Regions from separate parts of the Anser cygnoides genome. Here region 1 is linked to region 2. The links are chromatin contacts, called in public Hi-C maps. All regions are on one chromosome and are shown on one strand. Each heading gives the region's core, a stretch centred on a gene start, on an enhancer-like site or on the middle of the called end of the contact. The rest is flanking DNA. Distances are from core to core; before and after follow the strand shown.

Region 1 (4,619 bases), core at 1,116-3,615, 320 kb after region 2:
CTGTGTGAGCACAAGGACTCCCAGTTCACATACATGTCAGGTTGATGAAGCAAAAGAAAGCTTATTAATAGCCCACAGAGTCCGGCAGATCCGTTGCATAATAAATGCAGATGACCCTTTATAAAATAAGCAACGAGAAGCCCATACAGCTGAATCAAACACGTTCCGAATAAAAGGCGCAGACCACTAAATCACAGCAGCTACATGGGTCTATGGACAAGGGAGCACGTTCAGTTTCCATCCCAGGATTCAGATCTCCATCCAAACACAGGACAAACAGAACTCTACGAACTTTTCAGAAACTCTCATCAAGAGTACTAGCCACTGTTGCTACCGGAATATATCCCAGGGGTGCCAGATACCGTGCTGAGATGGAACCGTGTGTCTGCGGTTAATTCTGATACAGCAAACACAGTTGTGTCCATGTGGGACAGGAAGAAACTGAGTTTCAACACACAGCCATAGATGAAACATACCTATAAACCACAGTATCTGAGAAATTTCTGACAAACGGAGCAGCGCAAGTCTGATCCTGCTAACTAACCAGCACGTGAGCAACCTTTCCTGTCTAAGAAGTCTGGCATTCAGAATGACTTTGGCACTGGTGCACGTATGTGCCAAGGAATTTCAGCAAATAGTTTTCTGAAAGCACACAGCTCATTCAGCACTTGTGTATTTTTCTGCCTGAGAGAAGAAAATAGAATAACGAACAGACACTGAATTTTCTTGGTCCCTAACACCACAAAAAAAAAAAAAAAAGTAATATTCACTGAAAAATGACCTACAAACCAGATTAGGAAAGATTTTAATACTTCCAGATGTATTTCCTAGCTTTCTTTCCCCAGTGGCTCTATAATGAATGAGATACCTACAAAAAGTTTAACATTAACCTCAGTTTCACCTTCCTGTCTATTTCTAGGTTCTGGGAAAAGCAGAGGGAAGATTTCTTGAGCCTGGGGATGATTTTTTCACAGTTTGCTTGGCAATGCTAACTGATTCTGTTTACAGTCAATCACAGATCGATCTATTAATTTTTTGTTTTGTTTTGTTTATAACTCATCTACAGGAAGAAAGCACCTATATCAAGAACTAGAAATAAGCACTCTAGACTTTTCCCATTTCAAGTCCTGAGCTGTTCCTGCTCATCAGTGAATAAAACACAATGAAGAGGTAACAGATCAATATCTTCAAGTCAGACCAGGGAATAAGGGATATTTCCCTGCCTATCAGACAAGCCTCCTCGTCTTGGTACTGATCGAGACTTCTTAAATCTCACTTGCTGTCAGGGCAGAGAGGATTTCTTCTTTTTTAGAAACATTACTTATTTTTTTACAGAGCATTTACAGAGTCTTGGGGGCAGGCGCTGAGCCGAAGAGATTTATCCTGGCTCTGCTGCCTTCACCAGAGCCTGATTTACTCCGCTGAGCATCTGTCCCGCTCTCAGTTTCACCATAAAGGGGAGGAGATTTGGATCAGCCTTGCTGGGCTCGCACACACTGATCAGCCAAGACACCCTTCCGACCAACACATCTAAGCTTAATAAAGGAGAAAAAATCTGTCATCTCTCTCCCGTAACACTGATTTAAACGCTGCGTTACTTCCAAGCGAGAGAACTGCGGCGGCAAAGGGGGAGGGAGGAGAGAGGAGGAAAAAGCCAGCTCTCGCACGAGATAAAAGGGCTGAAACACAAGGACATTTGTACAGACTTACTGTTGCAAGCGAGGAAGGTGCCGTTCGATTCCATGGCTGCAAAACGAGCCGAGGGGTGGCCGCAGGAAGGGCTCCGGCAAACAGCTGTGCCCAGATGTTAGCGCCGGCCGGGGCTGGCAGCCAGAGCCGCGAGGCTCCCCCTGCTCCCTCCTCCAGTAATCCCCAAACGTCAGCTCCCTTCGGCGAGGCCTGCTCCTTCCCCTTGGCTGGAGAGCCGTCTTCGCTATGACTCCTCATTTATTTCTCTCCCGCATCCGCACGCCGCCGCCTGCCCAACGCGTCGAGTGAGGCCAAGCGCCCAAGCCCCAGCGCCGGCCCTGGCTCCTCCCTGTGCAAGCTGGCCCTCTTCTCCGCGGGGCCAGCCTCCTGTTCCTGCTCCTGCTGGGGCTCCAAGCCGTGCCTCTGTTCCTGCTGCTGGCACAAACGCTTAAACACGCTCCGCTCCTTTCCGGCAAGGCTTCCAGAAGACGCCGAGCGCTCGAATCTGTCCCCAACCCAAGGGAAGGGCCGTACGACACGAGGCAGCACCTGGGGTTTAAAGGGCTTATTGGCACTGGTGGGGGCATATCTCACGACGCAACGCAACAAAACAATGAGGAAAAAAACAACAAAACAGCTCAGAAGCTGGCAGCGGAGAAGCTGTAACCACAACCGCTCACAGATTAAAGCAGACGAAAAGCTGCAAGCTTCACATTCGAGACAGCGAGGCAGAAAGCAGAAAAAACTCCTCGCTGCCCTGAGGCTTGTACCGAGCCGAGCTGTTTTCCTCTGCCCTGCCCCCTGCTCTTAAAATAGATTACATTTTTTTCCTTTTTAAAGGAGAAAAAGATGATGCTGTCGAGCAGGGAGGGGGAAAGAAAGGGAATCCACACTAGAAAAATAAAGTGTCCGTCTACCTGAGTGGCTGGGGGAGGTTTTTAATTATTTTGCTCTTGTTGTTTATTTTTATTTCTGGTTATTTAGGTGATCTTGATTCAATCAATGCAGCTGTCAGAGGATTCAAAGCCCTTGCTTCTCAGCAGCTGTGCACACAGCAGCTCCAGTGACAGAAGGGAAAAGTCCCTCTCTGACGGTGACAGCTCTGGGATGTACCTGGTGACAAATACTTTGGGACTAGGACTGTTCGCCCATCCCTGCCAGGAATTGAGCTGCTCCTTCAAGAGCTCAGACTTCACCTCCAGCTAATTTTATGCCCTCCAAATTGCCCTAATACAGCAAAACTCGCCTGTGCTAGCACAAAGCATAAGAGCAAACAAGTGAGACACTTTTTGAAGGACCCAGGAAGGAGCATCCCTTTTGCAAACCCACAGAAAAAAGGAGACGTTGGCTCGGACAGGGTCAAATTTTTTGGCAGTGAGGAAAGCAGGACAGCAGCCAGGGTGTCTCAAGAATCCTTGTAAAGCCTTAAAAGCCCCAGGGGAGGGGGGTTTCCAGAGGACACCACCAAAACCCATCACCCTATCAGCTGAAGGGGAAGCGACTGCTGGAGAGGTTGGTAGATGAGTCAGCCAGACTGGAAACTCCGGTAAAGCGGTGGTGATGAAGGTGTTATGGTTTTCAGAAGGGAGGAGAAGCAGAGAAGGGCAAACAGTTTGAAAGCGGTGACAGGAAATAACATTATAGTCAGTCCTTTGCCCTTCTCTATATCACACCCTGTTGCATCCTCATGCTGCCTAGCACAAGGCCTCACTTAAAGACATACCTGCCAGTCTCCCTGTGTCCCCTGTAGTAAAGTAAAGAGGTGTAAGCGAGCTGTTAGCCCCCAAAAAAGACGAAAACCACAATCTGGATAGTGCAGGGCACAGTGGCACCAAGACAGGACCATCAGCCCCCTGCAACACTGTGAACACCACCACGACTGCGTTGGCTTCCTCGGGCTGGACAGGGCACCCTCAAGTGGGACTGAGCTTCTCTGCCATCACACCTTGACATTTGAAGGCGTGAGGTTTGAAGGTGTGAAATTTGAGATTTGTTGATCCTCTGTGCCTACCCCTTTGGCAGCCCAACGCATCTGCCTGCGCTTCCTCCTTGCCATGCTGCCTTCTCCTTGATGAGATCAAGTGGGAGCAGAAATAGTGCCTGTCAGGAGGATTCGCAAAACTTTGTCCAACCTTGCACTTTTCTCCATTACGCTAACTCTTCCTGCTTCCGTACCTGTCCAGAAGTATCACTGTTTTAGCTGCTTTGAGCACTGTGGCACCTCCCTGCCATCCTAAGCTTAAGCATCACCACTCCTAAATCCTTGACAGGCTTGATGTGTGCTCAGAGCACGCCTAGCACTTGCAGGCAGCCTTGCATTCCTGGCATTCATCAGAAAGTACAGCAGCCGCCATCAGAGCCAGTGAAACCCTGCAGCAAACACACCGAAGCTGAGATCATACAGCACGGGTCTCATCAGAGCCTTTTTTCTCAAGGCAACAGTCTTTTTAGCTATATTTCTGCATGCATGCCATATGCACTTGATTTCACATTCTTTTCCATTACTGAAACCAATATATGTGCAGAATAACAATTAAACCAAAGTGACATGAGGAGCAATCGGGCTCCTGTAAGCTGCAGAAATCCTGAAGCAGTATTCTAAGAATAAAAGAAAAATATAAGAATCCTTTTTGAATCAAGTCCCTGGTCCCCAGTTTGGATCACAGCCCTCACTGTTTGCCTTCCTGGTTTGGGTTTTGGCTGATCCAAGAGACCCAAGGTGTTTAGGGGGATTGCCCTTTTCCTAGTTAAACCTGTATCACAGCTGAGTGGCAAGTTTAAAATTGGTGATTAAAAAATAGAAATAAAAAATCATCTGGAAGCCCTAAGAGAGCGATTTGTTCTCTAACAAAATGCATAGATAAGATAGGCTGCAACTGACTGTTCCTGCATCTTCACTTATTTTTTAAAAGCTGTCTGAATTTCTGATT
Region 2 (4,276 bases), core at 1,728-4,227:
TATTAATAAACGGAAGAAAAGAGCGCATTAAAGCACACACACGAGGAAACAAGAGAAACGTAAGAAACCTGCCGGGCTCCCCAGCCCCGAGGAGCACGACCTGCACGTTTCCTTCCTGTTAACCGGTCCCACCAAAACGTGAGAGTTTCGCTGCGGGCTTCAACTGCCGCTCCTGGGTAACGTGGCAGAGGGAGGGATCTGATTTTCTTCCTTTTTTTTTTTTTTCTCTTTTAAAATAAGAGGTCCAAATCGCCTTTGTTGAGCTAAGGGGGGGTCGGCAGTGGAAAAAGCAGCAAGGCGGCAGCAAGGCAGCTGCTGCTGACTCAGAGCCATCACCCTGCTCACGGCTGAGCATCTAGAGGCAGCGCACAGCAACTCTTTGTCCTGATCCCTAAGCGAAAGAGCACTCAGACGTAGGCAAGAAGAAAGGAAAAAGAAAAAAAAAAAAACACCACACAACCGAGGCAAGCAATTATGCTTGCTGACAGGACTCGATCTAATTAAAGCTCCGAGCCCAGCCCAGAGGAGGAGTGCACAGCAGCACTCGATGTGGCAAATTTCGCTGCAGCTTTGTCCCACGGACCAGTAAAGCAGAGAGGGATCCACCCCTGGATCACGGCAGCTTATTGCATCAGGCGCTGCTGCAGGAAGAAGACGGGGCTGCTCGCCTTCCTCTCCGGAGGTTAAGAGTCCCTCTGGTTTAATTAAAGCCTCTTCTCCGCTTCTCCAGGGGCTGGCAGATGGGGTCCACTGTACTGTAACGTCTCAGCTTATCGCCCTTCCTCCCTGAGCTCTCGTGCAAACATCTCATCGAGATACCGTGGTGAGCTGTACGTGAAATATCCCCGGCCCCAGCTCGACGTGTTCACCCGCACACCTTTCCCCGGCACCCCACGCTTCTGCTCCAGTCCCACCAGCACAAAGAAGGGGGGCACCGGTACCAACAGGGCAAACGGCAGCGTCCAAGACGCAGGATTTTACAGTAAATACATCAGCTGGTCCTAGGGATCATCATTTTCTTTACAAGGAGCTCCCCTGCCAAGGCATTATGCTGCACAATGATTCATACTAAAACCTCACCGAAGCGCCGGTGTAATTAGAGGGCCGTAAATCCACTCGTTTAATGGGGAAACACGCACAAATCCACCAGCACATGGGACACACACGTAGCCGGGCGTGCAGCCGAGCAGAAGACTACGGGTTCGGCCACCCGAAGGAGCCCGGTGGGGAACCCACACGTGGAGGTACGGGGAAATCCCAGGGACACGCAGCACGGGTACCGAGATCGAGGGTCACTTACGAAATAAAAGGACGAGCAAATCCTTCTCAGGGCAGAAGGAAGCTCAAGATAATAGCCTCACGTGCCAAGGAGATGGAAGGAGAAAGGTGTGCAGCCCCAGCTTCCAGGGCACAGCCACCTTTACGATGTTTAAGGATGATCGAACGACCAAAGCGTAAAGAAATTAGTATTCCTCACTGCATCGGGCAAATACGCAATTATTAAAAAAAGGTAAATCACCCCCCAAAACCCAGCACGAAGTCATTTCTAAAGGGAAGTCATCACATGACCCTGCTGGATGAGGAAACCTCTGCAGGCTGCTTTCTGAAGACAGCACCGAGAGCCAGCCACGGGGCCCTAAAGCATGGCAAGGGGGGCCCTAAAAGCATGGCAGGGGGAGGCCCTGGCTCCAGACGCGGGGAGGAAAGCCCACGTAGGCTGCCACCCGGATCCAGTGGGCGACACACGGGGAACCCCCAGAGACCCCAAACCGAGGGGGTTTCGGGACAGACCCACGGGGAGCCCTCGCTGCGGGCTCGTGGGGGAGGTGTGCAGGGCACTGCAGCCACCCCAAATCCTGAACCGTGGGATGGGGGCGGGCAGGGCCCTGTGGGGCTGTGGGGAAAGGCTTTGGTTGCTGCACAGGGGGACCCCACACCCAGTTGGGGCAGAAGGGACCCAGGGGGCCACTGCTGGGCCACGGAGAGGGGGATGTCGGTCTGTCACACAGCCCCGACCCTATGCAGGACCCCCTGGGACAGCAGGGATCCCCCCTCAGTGAGGTGAGGGGCACGTCAGGTACCACCTGAAACCAGGACCCCCTCCTCAGCCCCGTGTGCACCCCCGTACCTCCAAATATATCCCCATATCCACGTGTCCTCCCTGTCCTCCCATATCCCACCCGTATCCCTATATCCCCCCATCCTCCCTCATCCCCATGTCCCCCCCATATCCCCACAGCCCCCCGCCTGTGTCGCCCCCATATCCTCACACCCCCACGTGTGTCCCCAGTCTCCCCCATACCCCCGTGTCCCCCTACGCCCCCTATCCCCCCATATCCCCGTGTCCCCCCAGTCTCCCCTAAACCCCGTGTCCCCCCCAGCCTCCCCATTCCCCCTCATTCCCCCCAAAGCCCCCCCAGTCCCCTCCCTCCCCGCATCCCCCCACTCTCCCCCGTATCCCCATTCCCCCCTATTCCCCTCTAAATCCCCGTATCCCCCTCACACCCCCCCATCCCCATAACCCCCCCAAATCCCCTTATACCCCCCTTTCCCCCCCAAATCCCAATATCCCCTCAGTCCCCCCCAAATCCCCGTTTCCCCCCCATATCCCTCTGCCTCCCCCACTCCCCCCCATACCCCCGTATCCCCCCCATACCCCCCCATCCCCACTCCCCCCCAATACCCCCATGACCCCCCCAATTCCCCCCAGCCCCCCAAACCCCACAACCCCCCCAAACCCCCCATTACCTGATGCCGCACCGCCTGCCGCAGCGGCGCCAGCACCCCCTCGGCTGCCGGGCCGTCCATGAGGGCGGCTGCCGGTGCCTTTCCCGGTGTGTGAGCCCGTCCCAGCCCCGATGCCGGTCCCGGTGGCCGGCCCGGTGCCGGTACCGGCGGAGCCCAGAGCGGGACGAGGCGGCGCAGCGCGGGCACGGCGCTCAGGGGCGGCCGCGGCATGGGCGGGGGGGGGGGGGGGGGGGGGGGGCAACGGGGGGGGGGGGGGGGGGGAGCGAGCCCCGCCCCCGCCTGATGAAATCCCGCCCGGGTAAAGGTGGCGCCCGCCCCGCCGCAGCACTTTCGTGGTTTTTTTTTATTTTTATTTTTATTTTTTTTTCTTTCCGGCGCCGGCGCCGCAGATTCGACACGCGGGGAGGGAGAGGGGAGGCGCCGCCTGGGAGAAGGGGAGGGCGGCGCATGCGCGGGGCGCTGAGGGGAGCCCCGAGGGCTGTGGGGGGCTCCTGCTCCCCTCGGGTGAGGCGCTGGCACCCCAAAGTGGGGTTACTGCACCCCTAAAGTGGGGTTCCTGCACCCCAAAACGGGGTTCTTGCACCCCAAAGTGGGGTTCTTGCCCCCCAAAGTGGGGTTCCTGCACCCCAAAACGGGGTTCTTGCACCCCAAAGTGGGGGTCCTGCACCCTTACAGTGGGGTTCCTGTACTCCCAAAGTGGGGTGCTTGCACCCTAAAACGGGGTTCCTGCACCCCAAAGTGGGGTTACTGTACCCCCAAGGTGGGGTTCTTGCACCCCTGAAGCAGGGCTCTTCGACCCCTAAAGTGGGGCCCCTGCACCCCCTAAAGCAGGGCTCTTGCACCCCTAAACAAGTGCCCCTGCACCCCTAAAGCAGGGCTCTTCGAACCGTAAAGTGGGGCCACTGCACCCGTAAAACAGAGCTCTTTCACCCCCAAAGACGGGGTTTTGCACCCCCTAAAGCTGGTTTCCTGTGTCCCCGAAGCAGGGATCTTGTTCCCTAAAGCAGGACTCTTCAACCCCTAAAGCAGGGCTCTGGCACCCCCAAAGCGGTGCCCCTGCACCCCTAAAGCAGGGCTCTTCGACCCCTAAAGTGGGGTCCTTGCACCCCTAAAGCAGGGCTCTTGCACCCCCAAAGAAGGGGTTTTGCACCCCCTAAAGCTGGCATCTTGTGTCCCCAAAGCGGAGCTCTAGCACCGCAAAAGCAGGGCTCTTCAACCTCCAAAGCAGGGCTCCTGCACCCCTAAAGCAGCACTCTTCAACCCCCAAAGCAGGGTTCCTGCACCCCTGAAGTGGGATTCCCGTACCCACAAAGTAAGGCTCTTGCACCCCCAAAGCAGGGCTTCTGCACCCCCAAAGTGTAGTTTCTGTACTCCCCCCAAACAGGGCTTTTGCACTCCCCAAAGCAGGGGTCTCACAACCCCAAAACAGGACTGTTACACCCTAAAAGCAAGGCTGTTGCACCCCTAAAGCAGGGCTCTTGCACACCAAAACCAGGGCTCTTGTACCCCTAAATCAGGGCTCTTACAT

The links. Hi-C and Micro-C count contacts between places; a contact is called where the count stands out from the background.
Region 1: a Hi-C map of liver shows a contact between it and region 2, with 2.7 times the contacts expected there. The contact joins the promoter of PLCD1 here to the promoter of GARS1 in region 2. A contact is called at or near these places in 3 of 7 Hi-C or Micro-C datasets (granulosa cells and liver).

Annotation. Positions count from the first base shown.
Region 1 is chr2:5,449,672-5,454,290 of Taihu_goose_T2T_genome, forward strand. It overlaps PLCD1 (phospholipase C delta 1), which reads right to left and starts at 2,366. Exons shown (of 15, transcript XM_013182487.3): 1 at 1,711-2,366. The coding sequence starts at 1,744.
Region 2 is chr2:5,131,873-5,136,148 of Taihu_goose_T2T_genome, forward strand. It overlaps GARS1 (glycyl-tRNA synthetase 1), which reads right to left and starts at 2,978. Exons shown (of 17, transcript XM_066991401.1): 1 at 2,749-2,978. The coding sequence starts at 2,958.